2 separate regions of the Mus musculus genome follow, and region 1 is linked to region 2. Evidence: chromatin contacts called from public Hi-C data. All regions are on one chromosome and are shown on one strand. Each heading gives the region's core, a stretch centred on a gene start, on an enhancer-like site or on the middle of the called end of the contact. The rest is flanking DNA. Distances are from core to core; before and after follow the strand shown. Region 1 overlaps 4921525O09Rik (RIKEN cDNA 4921525O09 gene). Region 2 overlaps Sema4d (sema domain, immunoglobulin domain (Ig), transmembrane domain (TM) and short cytoplasmic domain, (semaphorin) 4D).

Region 1 (2,700 bases), core at 151-2,650, 340 kb before region 2:
GAAGGCATGGAAGGTATGGGTAATAGGGACAGGAAGCCAGCCGGTCACAACTGGCTGAGCCTAAACAGGAAGTGGTGCTGGGTTATAAACCTCAAGAGCCCGCCTCAGTGACTCATTTTCTCTAGCCAGGATCCACTTCCTAAAGGTTCCACAATATTCCCAAGTAACGTCCTCTCACGAGGAACAAATGTTCAAACACGTGAGCCTGGGGGACAGTTCACATCCAATCACAACAGCATCCCTCTCCCCAGCTCTGCTCCTCCATTTTATATACAGCATGTTTCTCTCCACTCAGGGGTTCAAGGCTCCCCGACAACACAGTTGGGCCGTGAGAGCAGAAAACCAAAGAGTAGATTTCAAGTTAGAACAGTCCATGGTAGCACATTGTTGGTAACATTTGCCAAGTAGAACTGAGGAGCCTCCAGGGAGGGAACACCCTTACCCCAGTGCCTCTCGCTGGAACCAAGTTCTGCAGAGGAGAACACTCTGTGCAGGGTTTCGCCTGCAGGCAAGTCACATCTTCCTGGCTTCTCACGTTTCCACCCAACAGCCTTTCCCTAAGAATGATTCATCCTTCGTGATCATATGCCAGAAAGATTTTACTGAAGGAACCCTGTTATAGCTGTCTCGTGTGAGGCTATGCCAGTGCCTGACAAATACAGAAGTGGATGCTCACAGTCTTCTATAGGATGGAACACAGGAAGCCCAATGGAGAAGCTAGAGAAAGCACCCAAGGAGCTGAAGGGGTCTGCAACCCTATAGGTGGAGCAACAATATGAACTAACCAGTAGCCCCAGAGCTCATATCTCTAGCTGCATATGTAGCAGAAGATGGCCTAGTCAGCCGTCACTGGGAAGAGAGGCCCCTTGGTATTGCAAACATTATAGGCCCATTCCCAGTACAGGGGAATGCCAGGGCCAAGAAGCAGGAGTGGGTGGGTAGGGGAGCAGGGCGGGGAGAGGGTATAGGGAACTTTCTGGATAGCATTTGAAATGTATATAAAGAAAATATCCAATAAAAGAATTTGGTTTGTAACTACAAAAAAAAAGATTCATCCTGTACTTCATCCAAAGGGGGGGGGGGGGACAGACACAAGAGCACGGAAGGGGCTCTGTGGACCCACTGTTACAAAGTGGGGCCCACCTGGACCTTCACCTGTACACTGGGGCAGGCTGCATCCTGGGAACCTATACTATGCAGCAGAAATAGGATTCCCTTCCTAGTTTTACAGGACCAGCAGAAATGACAGTTCCCACTCGGGAGCCAGCACTGCACGCTTGCCTCCTACCTGCTGCTGTTTATCTGCAGCCAGCCAGCAAGCTGCCAGCTCAGATGAGCAGGCTGCATGAGGACCAGGCAATTTCTCTTCTGGCACTAAAGGCAGAAAGGGAGGGGAGGAGCAGCCTAAGTGCTTTTGAGGCAGCACAAGCATGCCCGCGTGTGGTCAACGGCCCATGCTGTTAGCCACGGGAGAGACGTTTTGTACCAGCCTGTGCTCAGAATGGCTCAGCCCACTCCTGATCTGAGGACAATCTGGTCAGAGCACAAACCCTTGGTCTCTGTCGGTACCACTTCACTGGGAGTGGGCCCATCTTCCTCACAAATGGGGTTACTGCACTCTTCAGAGCCTGAGAGGAAAAGGAATGTTCTAGCTTGGGCTCCAGCTTCCTCTCCTCTCCCCAAAGCCCTGTAACCTCCCCCTCCTCTCTGTGCATGCATGTGTATGTATACTTGTGTATGTGCATGTATGTATGTATGTATGTATGTATGTGTGTGTGTGCCTGTGTACACGAGTCAATGATTACATGAATGTGTGCCCTTGTGTGTGCATGCACGGTCATGTGTGCAAGTGCCACGAGGCATATGGATGCCAGAGGACAACCTCCACTGTTAGCCCTCATCTTTCCCCTTGCCTGAGGCAGGGTCTCTTGGTATTTAGCACCATGGTAGCTGGCCTGACAGAGAGAGCTTCAGGGATTCTCCTGCCTCTCCTAGCTCGCCTGAGATGTGCTGCTCTTATAAATGCCAGCTACCACTACAAGGTTTTACATGGATTCTAAGGATCCAAACTTAGGTCCTTACACTCCAACTGTGTCCCCAGATCAAAGTCCTAATGGTACCTGTTTGCAAGAACGCACGTGAGTACACACACACACACACACACACACACACACACGGCCTTGACCTTGACCTAGGGCCCTTCCCCCTTGTGACCTTAGCACCTTCTTCTTTCACTGAGGGCTGCACCCAAGGCACCCTGTGCCTGCCTCTGCTCTCCTGTTTCCTCTGCTGCTCCCTTGCCTCTTACCTCACATCTGGATGGGAGGCTGGAGGCTTCCCAAAGATGCTCTGGGGCTCTTCCAGATGGGCAGTCTCCCAAATCCTTCATGTCCCCTGAATCTTTCTGATGTCATTCTTGCTCTTCGATGTCCTCTATCTGAGAGCAGGGTCTCTCTCCTCCCATCGCCTTGGCTCCCTGCCTAAGTAAGGAGTCACCAGTCGCCTAAGTCCCTGAAAACTCTAGTATCAACCTGAGTCTGTCTCCTGCATGCAGGGTAAACTTGGTGTGTGTCTTTTTCTAACAATCATTTTCTCTCCATGCAGTGGCTTGCTGCCACAAGAGCACCTTGGGGTTCCTCAGACCATTCTGTGATCCACCTGTTCATACATACCCTCTATTCCACCTCCATCTTACTACAT
Region 2 (2,700 bases), core at 14-2,513:
TTCTGTGGTAGGGTGGGTATTCCTGTGCCTGCTTGTTTGTGAGCACGAGTATACATGCTTGGGCATCGGTCAGTGTGTATGCATGTGGATACCTGCCTCCATGTGTGTACACGTGTGTGCATGCTTGTAGACCAGTGTGTGCATGTACATGCAAATGTGCATGCCTGTGAGCACCTGTTTGCACATGTGCACATATGTATATGCATGCACATGTATGGAAAGCTGCACTCTGGACTCTGGACTCTTCCCTACATTTAGCAGACTCTGTTCATTAGGAGGCTCGCTAAACTCATTTTCTAGAAGTCTGTTCTTGGCTCAGAGCTAAAAATCCACCCTTGCTGTTCTCTGGCAATGCTAGCCTATCTGGAGTGATAGAGGATGCAGGGGCATTCAGCATGATGTCACAGATTGTGTCATCTGTGTTTCTCCAGGAGTCAGCTGTTCGGCTGTCTCGTCCCCAGTCACACTGGCTGTCACAGCCAGATGCTGTGGATGTTCCCAGATAATTTCCAGCCATTTCCTCTCCCAGGGGACTGTCCTCTCTGCTCATGGGGACTTCCCTACATAGTCACGTTCTGCTCCAAAGGGATCCAGAGTCATGGTGGCCTGGGCAGGCTTTAAGGTACAGGTAGATGGCCTGCCTAGGTCATGTAGGGCCAAGAGGACAAGAACAGGGAGTTGGCCTGCTCGGGAAGCCTGTCCCAGGCGCAGGCAGAGCTCCATGTTCATACCCATAAGTCACCAGGCCAGCAAGGCATGGATGAAGGTTGCTGGCTGGCTACTTGGTGGGGTCACCCACTGGGGCTCTTGTAGGCTGAGCCTCACACTTTGCCTGACCGTTCACTTCACTGGGACAGCACCCAGTGTTACATTTAGGGGACAATAACTGCCTCCGGTAATGAGTGACTCCTTTGCTGCTGCTTTAAGGGAATCCTTTTGTCCTTCTCCAGACTGGGCTTCGTTTTCCTGACCAGCGGCGCCAGGGCTACACACACCGGGGGCATTGAGCAGAGAGCCACTGACTGAGCTCGGCTATTCTGTTTCCTTTTGCTGAGGGCAAATGTTGATGTAAGTTGCAGTCTTTCCTCCTGTTGTGAGCTGCTGAAGTTATCCTCTTGCTCCCTGGCGTGCTCTTATCTGACCTTTATACTGGATGGTTCATCCAACCATAAATAATCCCTTTGAAACACAGAGGGCCTGGTGTGCTGGCATCTGCAGAAGCTCGGAGAGGAGCTGCCAGGAGAGCAGGCTGAGCACAGGGAGGTGCAGGGAGGGTGCCAGGACTGACGGAGGAGGGGTTCTTCCGCCTCCTTTTCCATTGGGCCTGAGCTGGGGGAAGAGTAATTAGATAATAATGAATGAGCCAGTGAGTGGGAGGAGCTGGTCTTGGGGACTGGCAGGGAGGACTCAGTGTTATCAGAGTAGAGAGGGTTGGGGCTCTTCACCAGGGCTGTGAACAGGTGGCTCTCAGCATCAGGCTTTTGCTCATAGACTACAGTCAGTCTGTGTTCTGCATCCTTTCCGAGTCAGGTTCACAGACAATGCCACAGAACTCTGGGGTCTAGAAGGCCTGTCCTAACCCATAGGCGCCTTAGGGTGCAGGCCTCAGGGTTTTCTGTGTGATGGTTTGTAAATGCTCGGCCCAGGGAGTGGCTCTATTAGAAGGTGTGGCCTTGTTGAAGTAAGTGTGTCACTGTGGGTGTGGGCTTTAAGACCCTCATCCTAGCTGCCTGGAAGCCAGTATTGTGCTAGCAGCCTTCAGATGAAGATGTAGAACTCTCAGCATCTCCTGCATCGTGCCTGCCTGGTTGCTGCTATGCTCCCGCCTTGATGATAATGAACTGAACCTCTGAACCTGTAAGTCAGCCCCAATTAAATGCTGTCCTTTTAAGAATTGCCTTGGTTATGGTGTCTGTTCACAGCAGTAAACCCTAGACACCCTGTTTCCTGGTCTCTGGGGCTTCCTGTCAAACCTTAACTTAGCTGTTTCTTAGGAAGCCAGGTCTTTCTGGGTAGCTTGGGGTTAGCTGAGGTTTGTGGCTAAACTGTCTTCTGCCTGAAGGTTCTGAGAAGCTAGCAAGATCACTGGGGATCTTGACTCAATAGGTTTCCTCAGTGACAGTGGGGGTGTTAGTGTGACACAACCATTCCCCGTTCATAGTGTCCTACCCTCAGGTCCTAAAGCAAGAGCCGATGTTCTTGGAATTACTGACTGGTACTTACAAAGGCGGGATACCACCTCTGACTTGAAACCAGAATCGCCAGCTTTAACTCTGGCTTGGCTTCTCACTGAAGGAAGATTTACCCACAAGTATGTGGCAGTTGGAGACAATCCCATCTCGACCATTTCCTGTTCTTCAAGGGTCAGGAGAGGCCTGAGGGCCATGGCTTGATCACACACATGCCTGAACCTTTGCCCTGAATTTAGGATGCTCTGGGAATTGTCCACTTTTGAAGGTACAAAAGTGTAGCCATTTGAGAAGGCCACACATGGTTCCTGAAGCTCCTTGGTTTCCACGGACAGCTTCAGCGCATCGGATCTTGAAGAAAGAAGAGCAGCTTGAAATGGGGCTCATTTGCCAGACTCTTGCATTGCTGTATGCAGAGAAAGATGGCTGGCGACCAGGAGTGGGGAGGAGCAGATCTGTTTATGCTTTTGTGTCCTGTGTCATCTTGCAGATGCTCTTACTTGGATGAAAA

Evidence for each region. A called contact is a pair of places that touch in the nucleus more often than the background predicts.
Region 1: a Hi-C map of cerebral cortex shows a contact between it and region 2, with 3 times the contacts expected there. The contact joins two enhancer-like sites. A contact is called at or near these places in 1 of 39 promoter capture datasets (liver) and 1 of 484 Hi-C or Micro-C datasets (cerebral cortex).

Annotation. Positions count from the first base shown.
Region 1 is chr13:52,112,426-52,115,125 of GRCm38.p6, reverse strand. The region is part of intron 3 of 4921525O09Rik (RIKEN cDNA 4921525O09 gene); the gene reads right to left. Among named protein-coding and RNA genes, the nearest start is that of 4921525O09Rik, 17 kb to the right of the region's middle. Within about 2 kb of position 1,400, at least 37 of the 459 cell types and tissues checked have an H3K27ac peak or open chromatin away from gene starts, as enhancers often do. A contact at or near this core is called in cerebral cortex, where this site is marked.
Region 2 is chr13:51,775,849-51,778,548 of GRCm38.p6, reverse strand. All of the region lies in intron 1 of Sema4d (sema domain, immunoglobulin domain (Ig), transmembrane domain (TM) and short cytoplasmic domain, (semaphorin) 4D), which reads left to right. Among named protein-coding and RNA genes, the nearest start is that of Sema4d, 16 kb to the left of the region's middle. Within about 2 kb of position 1,263, at least 127 of the 459 cell types and tissues checked have an H3K27ac peak or open chromatin away from gene starts, as enhancers often do. A contact at or near this core is called in cerebral cortex, where this site is marked.